Regions from separate parts of the Mus musculus genome. Here regions 2 and 3 are each linked to region 1. Evidence: chromatin contacts called from public HiChIP or PLAC-seq data. All regions are on one chromosome and are shown on one strand. The core of a region is the stretch at or near the end of the contact, and the rest is flanking DNA. Distances in the headings are between cores, read along the strand shown.

Region 1 (4,949 bases), core at 720-3,219:
ACAGCTTGTCTTGCCCTGCATAGCCTCCCCCCGACCCCCGTTCTTCACACGAGCTGGTTTTCCTTACTGTCTCTCTCTGTTTCAAATGCTATCTATCCAAGGCAGTCATCACTAACCAGCCTTATCTAAAGTGAGCCCCCTTTAGAGTCTTCATCTCAAACCCATGCTGTTTATTTCTAGCAGTACAATTTTAAATTGACTCTTCTTTGTGTTTTAAATCTCTCTGAAATTTGATTTGATCTTTATTTTCGACGAGAACAAATGTACATATATAAGAAATGAAATACATATTTTCAAAATATGTTTATACTGGCTGGCATCTTCTGATCATGTTCCTCAGTTGGACGTCTGTCTCAAATGCTAAAATAGATTTATTTGCATGTCCGTTTTGCTCTTTTTTGATGTTGCTGTGGACCCAAGAAAACCTGCCTCTTGCTTCATACGATATCCCTTGAGGATGCAGAGTGGTGCCTAGCATCTTCTGTTGGGTGCTGAATGGGAGACTGAAGGACAGAAAGCAGGGTTGGAGCCACCTGTGACTCATAACTCACAAAACTCACATGCAGCTCACACAGCATCCTGCAGAAGATCAAACACAGTAGCAGAGTTATTGTGAGGCTATCTGAGACTGAGGAAGGTCCGGGAAGTCTTCCTGGAGGAAGAGACTTGGGACTAGACAGCTGAGAGCCTGTCCCGTTTCTGCTGATTTCTGACCTCAGCAGAGCTTATGAAACTCAACTCAACTCTGGTCATGAAGGCTGGCGCTGATTTTGAGTTCATCTTGTTTCCCTCACGTGTCTGGCCTGTGGACGGAACTGGGATCTTCCAGGACCCCTATAGGCACTTTCTTTGAATAGCTGCATCCTACACTAACCTCATCACCCCCTGCTCTGCCATCCCCAACTCCACCCAGCCTCTTGGACAGGTTCATCTTCTTCCAAGAGGCCTTACCTTGCTCTCCCTGACACGGTCTCTCCCACTGGTGTCTCTGGGCTTTGTTTTCCTCCTGTTCCCACCGTTGTCCACACTCATCTGAGGGTGAATCAGGTTGACTGTGGTAAGAATACTGCCCCAAGGCTCACGGTGACTGGCGCATGTGAACTGGGAGGGGAACAGAGCCCTGTACTATTCACCCACCATGGTTTTTCCCATGGTCTCTATTTGAGGACACAGGCTGTGGTGCCTCCACCATCTGGAGTATTGCCAGGCACCACGGGAGTGAGAAACAAGGACAGCTGTGAGTCAGCTCTTACCAGTGCCCATCGTCTCAAAAACGCGACGTGTCTCTTTCCCTCCTGTTCTATGGGTCTGTGGGCTTTTTGCAGGGCGAGGAGAGGCAGGAGCAGCAAGCAAGAGTATTATCCAGTGCTCTCAAAGCGAGCTCACTGGCTTGCCCCTCCCATGCCTAGCTTGTAATTTGTGCAAAGATGCAGTATGAACGGGAACCCCACTTCCGGGCCAGGATGCCCCTTTCCGTTTCAGTGGATTCTAACACACACAGTAGGAGTAGGTGATTTTGAGGACTTTGGCTCAAGAGAGCTCTGGCAAAGTTTTGGATGACGTTTCCACTAGCTGACCTCATTTTGCCCCGCGCTTTTTAGCCACAAGCTCTATGTTTTTCCCTTTGGGTGTACAAACCTCTCCCAGCCTCACCTCGTCCTTCCACCCAGCGAGAGGTTTCTAAGGAACTGGTGAGGCCACAGCTGTTCTGTGTTGAGTCCTCCCCAAAGGCCAGCACTGGGGTCAATGTTTAATCACCTTTTCATGACTCCTCATCACAAACCAGCTGGTAAGGAGACTATTGTCCTCAAGCCACTTTTATAGAAACGAGGAAACTGAAGTTCAAAGAGGTTTTTTTAAACCTCCCAGCTTGTGGGCTGGACCTTCGGGCATTTCCCTAGTCTGTGTGACTGGCACGCCTGCCTCGTGACTGGCTGGCTCCTGGACTGAAAGGGGGCTGAAAGGGTGAGTCGGTGAAGGTCGGCCCTGCAGCCAGCCGCCAGCTCGCCTGGGAACCAAGTGTTCTGTGCAGGGGTTGAAGTGCATAGATAATGGTGGAATTTACCTCTCAAGATGGCAGGGCCAAGTGTGACTTTGTTTGATAAGCTTGGATTTTATGTCTTTAGAAGCAAACAAACAAACCATCAAGTGGCAGTGTGGCTGGCTGACTGCCCAGAAGCCTGACCCAGAGGGAGAGGCATGGACTCCACCCTCAGGAGAGCCAGGGTTCTGGGGTGATGAGCTTCATGGAGTTTCCCGCCAATACCCAGGTTCCCCTGGCTGGGTTTCTTCCAGCTTCTCCTGGTCTCCTTTGTGGGGTTCTGGAGCTATGGAAGAGCTCGCCCACAGCACATCCATTTTCAGGCTCACTCACTGACAGAAGGGACGGTGGCCACAGTGAATTACACTGATACCACACGACAGGCACGCAACTAAGAACTTTATTATTTGCATTGTGGTTTCTTTTTAAAATTTTCATTAATCATAGGGAACTGAGGCAGAGGCTCCTGAGTTCTGGGCTGGGCTGGGATATATAGTGATACTCTGTCTCAACGGTAGGAATTATTGTTCCTTTTTGTAGGAAGATAGAAACCATTTATTTTTAACTTGCTAGTAACAATTTTTTTCTAGTCATTTTATCTTAATTTTTAAAATTGATACATACGATGTAAAAAATGTAGGCTTATAGGTAGTAATATGATTTTTTCCACTTTTGAGGGTAGTTTTTTTCTTTACTTCAGGTCTTTTGTTTTGTTGTTGTTGTTGTTGTTGTTGTTTTAGGGGTTTTGCTTTGCCTTATTATTGCCAGCCTCCCTGAGAGACAGAGCTGTCTAGGCTGGCCTTGAACTCCCAGACATCTGCCTGCCTCTGCCTCCCCAGTACTGGGATTAAAAGAGTGTGCCACCACTCCCTGGATAAATAGAATCTTTTTGTTGTTGGTTTTATTTTGAGATGGGGTTTCTCTGCGTAGCCCTGACTGTCTTACAAATCACTGTGTAGATTCAGAACTCAGAGATTCACCTGCCTCTGCCTTAGGAATACTGGGATTAAAGGTATGGGCCAGGAACACTGCCTTTTCTCTTTGTTTGTGGTGTGGTTTGGTTTGTTGAGGCAGAATCTCAAAATGTAGACCTGACTGGCCTGGGGCTCACAAAGAACCAAGCACCTGCCTCTGCCTTTGGAGTGCAGTGTTACATGGCCACACCCAGAGCCCAGGTGATATTTTAATACAATGTACCCATGCTTTCACTGTGAAGAACTAAAAGATAATCGAGGACACAGAGACATGTGACTTGATCTTAAAATTAATTTATTTTTAATTGGCAATTCTGAATTATATATGTATATATTGATTTTGCACAACACAGTGTTTTAAAAAGTGCATGCATGGTAGAATGGTGTGGTGGTTTGTGTATGCTTGGCCCAGGGAGTAGCGCTTTTAGGAGGTGTGGCTTGTTGGGGTAGGTGTGGCCATGTTGAATAGCTGTGTCACTGTGGGTGTGGGCTTTAAGACCCTCATCCTAGGTCCTGGAGAGATGGCTCAGTGGTTAAGAGCACTGACTGCTCTTCCAAAGGTCCTGAGTTCAAATCCCAGCAACTACATGGTGGCTCACAACAATCTGTAATGACATCTGATGCCCTCTTCTGGTGTGTCTGAAGATAGCAACAGTATACTTACATATAGTAAATAAATAAATCTTTAAAAAAAAAAAAAAAGACCCTCATCCTAGCTGCCTGAGGAGTATTTGCCCTTGGAACAAGATGTAGAACTCTCAGCTCCTCCAGCTCCATGCCTGCCTAGATACTGCCATCCTCCTGCCTTGATGATAATGGACTGAACCTCTGAACCTGTGAGCCAGCCCCAATTAAATGTTGCCCTTGTAAGAGTTGCCTTGGTCACGGTGTCTGTTCACAGCAGTTAAACCCTAACTAAGACAAATGGCTAAATCAAACTCATTATTATATGTATTACCTCATTTAGTTGTTTTTGGTTTTTTGTTTTGTTTTACCTAAAGTCACCATCTGTGCAATAAATTTCTTGTGTGTCAGAGACCATACCGTGAGAAAGCAAGCTTCTCACAATCTCCCACCCTGACAGGCCAAATGGCCTCGTGATAGGAGCCGGTTGTCACTCCCTCCTCCCTGTTCCCTTCCTGGCACCTGAGGCTGTAAAAGCTGAATTATAGTCCCCTCTTCCCTATCTCTTCCTGACTCCCATGACTTCCAAGGACATGAGTTACGCCTGAGTCCCGCCTGACACCCCAAGGCTGTCAAGGAGGATCTATGTTCCAGAGATAAGATGCAGAGTGCCCGATGCCTGGAGCCTGACTTCGGCCCTCATGTCAGCAGATGCCCACTCTTTGTTCTTTGTTAAATTCCCCCTCAACCCCTCCCCTATTCCCCGAGATGTATGCTTTAAAACCAGGCGTCTCAGCCTAATATACGGAGACCTTGATAGGTACAATCTACTTGGTCATCCGCTTCTCTTTTCTCTTCCAATCCCATTTCCTTACAGGTTTGCGGTCCCCCTCGCACCCACGAATAACTGAATCCCGTGGGACGGGATACTTGAGTTATCCCTGTTGTATAAAACCTTAATCATTATCCCTTTAACTACTATTTCCCCCTCCACTATATTTTTTGAGTTATTCCATTTTACATATGATGAATATGAAGCTTGCATTAAAGTGTCCCCAAGCTCCCACCTATGGAGTGATGAGCTAAGCTAACAACCAACAAGCCTTCCAAAGGCCACAGTCCCTCCGCTTTACTGTGAAGAGCCCTTGATGATGCAAGATTGACGGATGGCAGTGATAAAGCTGGGAATGATGATGGTGATGCTCGTGGGGATGAGGCCAAGATTGACCTTCCCACTGTGAGTTGCAGATGATCTGAGTGTGTCATCTAAAGACTATTATACTAGAAGGCGAAGCTTTGGAGTGGCAGTG
Region 2 (4,949 bases), core at 723-3,222, 250 kb before region 1:
AGTTCCACTTTCTTCCCCGGTTCCTGCAGTTCTCAGACTCTTACCAGGGTTAAGTCTTCACTAGTCACCCCTTTGTCTGCTGGACTATTTCAAACATCTCAGACACACATGGATATTTAATGATCTAAATGTGCGGAAGCCCTCCCTTATACTTGGGCCTGGATTCAAGGGAAAAGGCTGCTTCGAGAGCTAGAGGTTGGGAAGGACTAACAGGCATTAACTATTTTTTGCTAGAGAAAAGACAAGATTCTAACCAGATGTAGTGACCCACTTCTGGGAAATCATAGGGAAAGACCTCGAATTAGAGGCCAGCCTGGGCTACAGCGCAGGGAAACAAGAATAAAACAAAATGAAACCAGAGACAACATTTCTCAGAGGAAAAAACAATATCCAGAGGAAGGAGTTCTCCCTGCTGTTGTTGTGGCTGCATCTGGAGTCTTTTGTACATGGGGAAGCAGCTGTCCTAGGAAGTTTGAGTTGTGGATTGGGGGTAAGGGGTGGGGGTGGTGCTCCGTTCTGCAGGCAAGTGCGAGTTCAGCCTCAGGTTTACAGTTTCCACTCTCTGGCTGGGGAGGCCGAATGCTTTCTAAGAGTGGGGTTGGGTTTGCTGACACCTGTTTCTGCATGCTAATAGATTTCTGGGGTAAGATAGAGCGGTGATGTCACCTGCAGGTGTGTGAGCCTGTGGCGGTTTCCCGAGGCATTGTAGCCACATCTGTCCTCAGCTGTGTGGGTCTTTGCTCCAGCAGGCTGCAGAATGAGCTGGTTGCCTGCAGAGCAAAAGCCAGAGGCAGCAAGCCGCGGTGGCCTTGCTTCAAACAAGCGGACTTTCCCCAAAGCTTCGGCTGATTTTCACTTAGTTATGGAACAAAACACAAATGTTGTTTCTTTAAAATGCCACAGCGGCAATCAGAGTATATTTCCACGCACCCTTTTCTCAGTTTCCTGAGGCCACCTGCCTTGTTACACGTTTGAAAGCTTCCTCTTCCTCTTCCTGAAACAGGAAGCTTGCCTTCTTATTTTCCTCCAGGTTTAAAGTGTGCCCTTCTTTGAAGAGAGTTCACACACACTCTCTGTGGGGTTGCACCTTTGTTTATAACATAAAAAAAAAATCTCCATTTCTCTACATGTGCTCTGTCTTGTCTCTAAAGGTCACACGGCACAGAGCTCCCTGCTCAGGGTACATCAACCTGGGCTGATTTTATCTGTGTGCGCTTTGTAAGATGTTTGTATTTGCATAGGACGTTTAGATACAGGGACACTTTGTATAACTATATTTGAAAATTGAGAGAGAGAGAGACAGAGAGAGAGAGAGAGAGAGAGAGAGAGATTGCTGTAGCCTGTGCCCAGTCCAGTGGCTAGTGCAGTAATTACACCAGTCCCTTAGTATAGCGTTCTCGAGCATGTACAATGTAGTGAAATGAGTGCTTTTTGTTTGCACGGTGTGCAGTTCAGTGTGGTGTGAGAATCCGCCTGACCCCAATACATTTTGTTTGACATGCACAGCTGGGGCACTGGAGGATAGTCCAGGCCATTAAAAAGAATGCGAAAAGAAAACACACACCATCTATTTGTCAGGACACAATGAAAGGGAGACTTACTGGGCCTGGATCACACCAGGAGGAAGGAGAAGAGGAAAACCCACCTGGCCCCCAGGGAGCCGGCAGGGGCACAGCTACTGTTGCCTGCTAGAGCTCCCCTGGTCATGCAAACCGATGCCCTTCCCAGCTCCCGGGATCTTCTTGTAGGGTGCTGTGCAATCAGAATGCTGGGGTGGAAGGGAGGAGGTCTTATTTGGACTTGGCATTCCAGGGGAGCCCAAGGTTAAGGGGTTCATCAGGCTTATGTGACATCTAGGAATGGCTTCTAAGGTGTCTGACCGGTGAAGACCTGCTACGCCTCCCGAGGTACCCCAGGCTTTCACCAACAGGCAGGAGAGAAGGCAGTGATGGATCCTTAGGAAGTTGGTTCCTCCCTCTCCCCAGCCACACAGATGCTACCCCATACTCAGCTGCAGTCCCCTCCCACTGGCCCCTCCCATCATCTTTCTTTTATTCCCCATTTGTTTCCTTGCAGGGATCTAGGAGGAAGTGGAAACAACAGGCCAAGCTAATGCTATAAATAAATGGTCGGCTAACCTTGGTTAGGAAATAGTAAGGCACCCAAAATGAAATGTTGCTAAAGGAGTACCCAAGGATCAGTAACATACTGACCAGACTTGTTTAAAAACTATGGAAGATGTGTACCTTTAACATAAAGTTTAGATTGCTGGGGAAATGTTTCAGCTCATGTTTGGCTCTTCATTGCCACCAAGTAGACCAATTCCCATACTGCAAAGAAACACCCCTGTCCCACAGCTGACCGTTAGGCCCTACCCCATACCAAAGGGCATGACTACAATGTTATAACCCTAGACCTAGAGCAATTTTTATGGAGGCTTGTTTCTTTTGGAGCACTAGACAAAACTGGACATATGCTTTGTTATTAAAGGATGTCTTCCTTATTTTTCCTGAGTGTGTGACATGAGTTGTCACTGGGATTAGGGGATGTTTCTCTGTTACAATAGTATCAGTCTCACACTTCATTCTCTGATTCTCTGATTCTCTCTCTGTGTGTGTATGTGTGCGCGTGTGTATGCATATTCACATGTTCACGTGTGCAGTTACATCTGAACAGCCATGCTGCATAGATAGGTCTGGAGAAAGGTCCCTGGCAACCTCACCTGCATTCAGAAGCCAAGACATCTTTGTATTACCTTAGTCACCTGGACCTTTTCAGAGTGACAGCTCTGAGCCTCACCTTGACTCAGCCCTGGCTCACTGTCCCTAGTTTCCTCGATGGCTGTGTAGAGAAGGGCATCAGTACGCTCTTATGCCCTGTAATGGACCATGGTAGAAAAGGTGTCCAAGAAACTCCCTCTCTGGCAAAAGTAAGAAAAATATACCTTGACTGATGTGGTTTGGCAAGAGTGACTTAAAAATGAACTCCACAAAAAACCCCCACACTAATGGGAGATGGTGTGTCCTTGCCCTTTGCGGCAGAAGTTTAAGGTGCCAGTGTGGTTAGCTGAATTCTGGAAGGAACAAAAGGGGAGATTCCCTCTGGCTGTTTTCATGACTGTACTTGTTCAAAACTCCCATTTCCCCCCCTCACCTACATTTTGTTTCTTGACCTGGAACAGAGACTCTCAGAAATCTAACCTTGGCTATATTAGTAAATGGTAAACTTTTCAGTTCACACTGAATAGTTGATAGGAATTTCAAAACACGGTTAAATGCCTTCTTTGTGAAGACAGCAGGAGCTCCCTTCTCATCTCTCTGATGTCACTAATCCAGCATTTGCACCTTACTGTCACTACGTAATGTCTGGGCAGCTCAGAAGGATTTCCAGGTAGTGGATCTGAGCACATCTCTCTCTCTCTCTGAGCCATTCATCCATGGTGTTTATGCAGCAGGATTTTCTCACTTCTCTTCACCTTGCTGTGCATTGTCTTTCTGCCAGGGCATCTGAACCACTCTGCGTGACCCCCACAGAAATGTCAGTGCATGAGACTCGGGGAGCTCTTGTGAATATTGTGATGACAGATGGCTCAGGCATAAAAGGCATCACCACAGGCTTTGTGAGAGGGGGGCTTGTGCGCTTGAGATCTCTCCTTCTCCCCCTCCCTCTTTCCTCTTTCCCCCCTGTTCCTCCCTCCCTCCTTCCCTCTCTCTCTAACTCCATCCACCCCCCCCCCCCAGATCTGCAATGGGGCCATTCAGCATGAGAAGGACACTGAATGTCAGAACCTACCTGCTTCTGACACAGTCACTCCTGGTCCCCACAAGCTTCATATAACCCAGAGGTCTCAGACCCCCTGTTTTCTATTTGACATCAGAAACCACCATATATGGTGCCAACTGTTTCCTCCATCACAGAATGCAGCGAGTACCTAGTGGACAAGACAGGAGGATGAGGGACAGGAAGACTAAGTGGGTTTGGTGCTCTTTGCAGAGGGCTACTTCTTCCTTGTCATGGCCAAGCATGGTGAATATGACCCTTTCTGTCCTTGCCCTCACTCAAATATGACATCAAACACACAGAGGCTGGGGCTGGCTGTGTAGGGAACTTCTTTCTGAGCCTCCACGCCCATGACCAGAGCCCAGGTCCTGTAGGTAGCTGGTGTTCTCTTCATCTTATACAAGCTACCCTTGACTTCTCAGCAGATCCCTGACTAGAAATCTCTGGGGTTGCTAGTGTCATGCCAGGCTTCTGTTGGAGTCTATGTGTTTGCTTTCTAGATTGTTCATAGAATGATCTATAAATTATGTCCTTATTTATAGTTGGTGTCGTAAGGAAACTTCAAGGTTGGCACTTCTCATAAACACACAGAATTTCGTCTTCCTATAGACTTATACACCACTTGGGCCACTACAGAGATGTGATCAAGACCTCCTCTCTTTTTGGAAGGTTATCACCTATACTACAGTTGATGCTAAAAGTTGTTCTGATAAAACACTGGAGGCCAGAGAAGTCTACTGAGATGATCCTGGGTGGGTGAACTTAGATAAGAAAGGGAAACGGTTTAATTTCAAGTGTCATCTGAATTTTCAGACCACCCTATTGTGAAGGTGAACATTGGCTTCCTTTAACACAGTGTGAACAGGACCTGTCCATGCTGCACTTGGCAGGGCTCTGGCCTTTAGTCCATCTGCATTCATCCATCGGGTTTCATGTTTCCATAAATAGCAGCCAGCACCCCAGTTCTGGACCCAGACTTGTGTTCACCTCCCAGGGCAGGCCCGTGACACAAAGCCACCAAACACTACCCATTTAGCAGAGGCTGTTTCTCCTGTCCACCCCAGAGACTTCATTTTTTAAATTCAGAAGGCTTTCTGGTTTGGTAGGGCGTCCAGCTTTTCCTTTTTATATAGTGTCTAAGTTTTGTTTATCCTCTCACAGCAGAGACC
Region 3 (4,949 bases), core at 949-3,448, 220 kb after region 1:
AGGAGCCCGAGGGAGGCTGGACACAGCCAGCACCAAGCAAGGGCTTGATTCCTGTGGAAGATGCTTATTCTCTGACAACGAGCCTCCTAACTGATCAGAGCTGCTGAGGGGGTGGCTAGGGACACCCAGTGCCCCCTCCACCTGTCTTGGCATCTTTTGTCTCTCTCACTATGCTCAAAGCCTAAAGCCTTCCAACTATCTGAGTGTCATGATGAAAACAGTCTTTGGGGTTTTATGCTTTCACTCATAGACAGAGCCCTGAGTTCTCTGCCCTTGCTGCTTCTGGGCACTGAAATGGTGATTACGGGCATGCTCTTTGAAATCTGATCCAACTGTTTACCTTCATGTATAGGCTCTGCCAGCTACACGCTGTGTCATCTCAGGAAGGTTACCTCTCTCAGCTATGAAACAGAGTCATACTGGAACCTTCTTGTGGATTCTGTGACCGTGAAATGAGATGATTCACACATTGAACCTTGCGTGCAGCCTGCAGCCTAGCGTGGATGTGATCCTCAGGAAACCTGAGTGTGGGTGCTGGGTTTACCTTCCAAACCGTGAAGTCGCCACCGTCAGGGGCAGTCACTATTTTTTATGTCACCAAGATATCAGGGATACTATAACCACCCGGGGAATGCTAGGGAAATAAACACGGCAGCTCAATTCTAGTTTTAAAACCACTCTCCCCTCACCTCAAACTGTTATAGGTAAAATAATACCAACCAGTCACAACTTAGAACTTAGTTAAATACGACATTCCTGTTTCTGACTTATGGTATCATCCATAGGTTTCCAAAGCCAGCACCACACCAATGTTTTGCGGAGCCGCAGGTGTGCAGGAATATAGCACAGTGGTTGCATGCTTCTCAGTGTTAGCGAGGCCCTAGGCTCCACCCTCAGTACTGAAAAACAAAAAACCCCACAAACAAACAGAAAACCAAACCTCCTGTGCCTGGGCAAACTAGCACCCTTTTTTCCCCCTCATTATTCGAATAAAAACATCTTCAAATACAAAGCAGACAGCCCAAAGCTGATCTCTCCTTGGAAGACTGGAAACCAGGACCACGACATTTGTCCCAGGTACAAATGGATTTAAGCTGCAAGTTCCTGGGGCCTTTGCCGCCTACGAACTACCACATCCTTGGGACCTTCCCAGCCAGCTTCGGAGCACCCAGGAAACTGCAACTCTTGCTTCTGAGCCAGAGTCCAGCTGCATCCACACGGCCACACGCTCTGTAGTTATTCCGTTATCTTGCCATTAAGGAAAACCCACATGAATTCCACTGTGGCCATGAACAAGTTTAAGGTTACCAACGTCATCACCAGAGGCTCCGGACTGAAAGCTTTCATCAAAGAGGCCATGCTCTTCTAAGCCAGCGTGGTGTTCCCAATGTCTGACAAGTCAACGGATTTCAGAATGTTCAGAGAGAATTCGAAAAGGAGCTGAGACCTCCCACACACACGTGAAAACTCCAGTAGAGAGGTCATCCCCTCTTTCTACCAACAAGGACATGAACCCACAGCAAGCTAAAGACAGAGCGAAGGAAGTATAGATATAAAAGGCTTCCACTCTTCCACACCTATCAGGGGGATGGGTTCCATAGTGGAAAACCCTGTCCTCAGGGCAAATCAGTCCAGTAGCAAAAACACGCTGGCTTCATTTATATTACAAGAACTCACTTTGCCACCTGGAGACGTTATTCAGCAACGGTAACAGGATCTGTAAAACTGTCGGACTTTCACATTACTTCTGAGTGAAGATACCTTATCAGACACCAAGTAGGTAGAAAAGCCATTTATCGCACGGGAGAGCTGGATGTCCCCTCTTAATCTGTGGGCTTCAGCCACGGGGATTGGGAAGACTCCAGTTGACTGAAAAATGACTGGAGGAGAGAAGCCTTGCCTCACAGTGTCAAAAATAACTCAGCTGGGAGAGCATTCCACTGAAGATCAAAATGATTTGGCTCTCCTGGCAAAGGCTCACCCTGCCACACGCTGGGCCCCACCAATAGATTGCAATCTGAATCAGAAAAAAAGGACACCCCCCCCCCCCCATGCTTGTTCACAGAGCTCAGCAGCGGGCCTGTGGCCAGTAGGAGCACCAGGTGTTTTATCTGGTTTCGCACTGGTGCCCTGAGTCCCTGGGCCTCACCATCCCTAGGCCTCTGTAGGAGCCTAGAGGGGGCCTGGCTGCTGGGGTGGGGGGTGGGGGCAGCTGTGAGGAGAAACAAGGCCCCACCCACACAGGCTATGGTTTCAGTTTCACCCAGCCTCAAACACCATTATGCAAATGAGTCGGGCACCCCAGCTCACCTCCTCCTTCTCATCCTCACTCTTCATCCCAAAGTTGAGGAGGGAATGTGCCGGGGAGGCAGTATTTGCATCATATTTACTTTCAAATGCCCAGGTGCCATTGGCAGCAGATTCTCCTTTCAGAAGGGCAATCACGAATATAAAGTGGAGAATTAGTCCAAGTGTCAAGAGTGAAGCCCTGCGGCTAATGCCAAGCTTCTCACATAAATGGAGTGTCAACGACGTGCCTGGGCTGGGAAGGAGTGGGGCAGAAGGAAGAGGATACCCTCCATTTCAGAGGCTTATTGGCACTAGTCCAAGGGGAGCTGGGGCCCCCAAGAGTGGACAGACAGCCACAGGCTCTGCAGATCTGCACTGCAAATCTCCAGTCCCGTGGGCTTTGGGAAAACAATTCCTTGCTTCACATTCAAGGCACGTTCTAAAAGTAGGGAGGGCAATCATTTTGTCCGCATCACACACCTGCAGTTAATGCAAGTGATCCGAGGTGATATCCACTCAGACAAAAAACAAAATCTGCAGCCCAGAGTAGTGTTTGTAAGATTTGATTGAGGGCATGGAGGTGCAGAAGCGGGCTTTCCTGCATGACTGTGTCAAATGCTGGCTTGGGATTTTTCTTTCGAGAGTTTAGGACCAGAATAATTAGATTGTCAGCTCACACGACCTTGTGTGCCTGGCTACGAGATGCCCTAGGTTTCCCCTAGTGCTTCTCACGTCATTTTCTGGATAACAAACCTCTGTTCCCGTCAGGAACACTCTTCCTCAGCCCCTCTTACTACTCGGTTTCATTTTCAAGTGTTGGGTGTAACTCACAGCTGCAGGAGAGAAAGATGGCTCTCTCTGACTTAGCCTGAGTGCAAAGAAATTCCAGTCAGGTGGGCACATTTGAAAAGACAAAAACCTACAGAGACTCTTGACCAGCTCAGAAAGAGAGGGCTTATGCACGGGAGTGAGGTTTGTCTCTGTTAAGGATGCTGGAACCAATGCTTTGCAGAGGTCAGGCAACTTTGCCCTCAGAGATGGTTTACGATCTTCATACATGATTAGGTCCACAGGGCAAGCAGAACCACCAGGTGCTCTCAGTCTGCCCATACTCTGAGCCCTTAGAGTCTCAAATGGTTTCCTTTTCCTGATGTGTGCAAGGAGGCCTGTAGCTGCCAGGCCCCTCCTGCCTGTGTGGACAGACTGGCCTGGTAAGAGCTGGGGAGTGCAGTTTGGCTTTCACAGAGGTCCCACCGGACACCTTCTCACCACCTTTGGGTGGCACAGTCACTTTCTCTGACTTCCCGTGGCACACTGAGGATCCCTGGATCAGCCACAGCACATACTTAGTGTGTTCACAATATTCTTAGACGCAGCACCTCTTTCGGTCATCACAAATAAATGTCACAATCTAGGACATCTATAAAAACGGCCCCCTGCTTTATGCCAAGGCTCATAACTGATTAAGTGACTGTCAACAGCTTAGCCCTAAATGGAGCATAAGTGTTACCCTCTTCGAGGTCTGGGGAACACTGGAGAAGAAAGGGCAGGAAGAATGTAAGAGGCAGTCAATGAGGAGGGCTCCGTGAAACACTGTCTCTTCAACAAGATGTGGTCACTGCATTCATGAACTCTCCGCAACTCGGGTTACCTGAATAAGGCTGGGTACCCAACATTTCCTCACAGATAGGATGGTCATCTCAAGCCCTACTCATTCTTCTGGGGCTGTTGGTGATTAACGGTTTTTCTGTTTTTTTTGTTTTGTTTTGTTTTGTTTTGTTTTGTTTTGTTTTGTTTTAGTGCTGTGGCCACTAAGTTGTGATGCTCTAAGTCCCCCGTCTGTGCTCAAGCAAGCAACCTCCCCTAAACTCAGTGGTCCAAAACACTGCCCTCAAATGAATCTCTAGGAACTTAAATGTGTTTACACATGTGTATAAGTATATTTACCTGTATGTTAAATTTTATGTAAATAAATGTTGTTTCTTCAAGCCGCCAATCTTAGGATGCTATCAACTCCAGGGGTTTTAAACATTAGAGAATAAAATCAGTGAAGAGATGCTGAGAGAAACAACAAAATCTAGGATGACACAGTCTAGTGGAGAAAGTGTCCCCTGCCTGTGGGGACCAAAGCCATCCATCCTGAGTGGATGATTGGTATGAGTTTTTAAATGGAAGTTGGTAGAACATGCTCAGGAAAATGCACTTCTACATAAGCTAGAGAAAAGTAAAAGAACTTAGTTGCAAAGGGAAATAGGCCACCTCTGCTCTTGTTTTATACCCATGCATATTCTGTCTGTCACAGAGAACAGTGTTAATTCTGGGAAGACGACCACATTTGTCAGGCTTCTCCAGAGAGACAGGACCCACAGGAGATATACATGCATATGTGTGCATGAGAGAGAGATAGACAAACAGACACAGACAGTGATTTAGATTTAAAGGGCTGGTTTGCACAGTGGTGCGGATTCAAGCCCACATGAGAGAGCAGGTTACAGAGCAGGCTACAGAGCAGGTTACAGAGCAGGCTACAGAGCAGGCTACAGAGCAGGCTACAGAGCAGGCTACAGAGCAGGCTACAGAGCCATAGGAGTTGGTAATGCAGGAGCCACTCTTCCTGCGGTGTTGCATTAAATGCTGAGAATTCCCAGTCCTTTGGGGTT

The links. HiChIP or PLAC-seq counts read pairs in DNA pulled down with a chosen protein or histone mark.
Region 2: a contact with region 1 is called in an H3K4me3 HiChIP or PLAC-seq map of bone marrow-derived macrophages, with 3 times the contacts expected there. The contact joins two enhancer-like sites. A contact is called at or near these places in 4 of 115 datasets of contacts at active chromatin or transcription factors (CD8 T cells, bone marrow-derived macrophages, hepatocytes and 1 more).
Region 3: a contact with region 1 is called in an H3K4me3 HiChIP or PLAC-seq map of the SCID.adh cell line, with 7 times the contacts expected there. The contact joins two enhancer-like sites. A contact is called at or near these places in 1 of 15 datasets of contacts at CTCF or cohesin (large pre-B cells), 5 of 484 Hi-C or Micro-C datasets (CD8 T cells, the HL-1 cell line, bone marrow-derived macrophages and 2 more), 11 of 115 datasets of contacts at active chromatin or transcription factors (CD8 T cells, the HPC-7 cell line, the SCID.adh cell line and 8 more) and 3 of 9 other capture datasets (adipose tissue, embryonic stem cells and liver).

The regions. Positions count from the first base shown.
Region 1 is chr2:128,178,117-128,183,065 of GRCm38.p6, forward strand. The region is part of intron 1 of Gm14009 (a long non-coding RNA gene); the gene reads left to right. Among named protein-coding and RNA genes, the nearest start is that of Gm14009, 11 kb to the left of the region's middle. Within about 2 kb of position 1,970, at least 107 of the 459 cell types and tissues checked have an H3K27ac peak or open chromatin away from gene starts, as enhancers often do. A contact at or near this core is called in the SCID.adh cell line and bone marrow-derived macrophages, where this site is marked.
Region 2 is chr2:127,927,034-127,931,982 of GRCm38.p6, forward strand. The region is part of intron 9 of Acoxl (acyl-Coenzyme A oxidase-like); the gene reads left to right. Among named protein-coding and RNA genes, the nearest start is that of Acoxl, 75 kb to the left of the region's middle. Within about 2 kb of position 1,973, at least 33 of the 459 cell types and tissues checked have an H3K27ac peak or open chromatin away from gene starts, as enhancers often do. A contact at or near this core is called in bone marrow-derived macrophages, where this site is marked.
Region 3 is chr2:128,401,148-128,406,096 of GRCm38.p6, forward strand. The region is part of intron 1 of Morrbid (myeloid RNA regulator of BCL2L11 induced cell death); the gene reads right to left. Among named protein-coding and RNA genes, the nearest start is that of Gm14010, 19 kb to the right of the region's middle. Within about 2 kb of position 2,199, at least 26 of the 459 cell types and tissues checked have an H3K27ac peak or open chromatin away from gene starts, as enhancers often do. A contact at or near this core is called in the SCID.adh cell line, where this site is marked.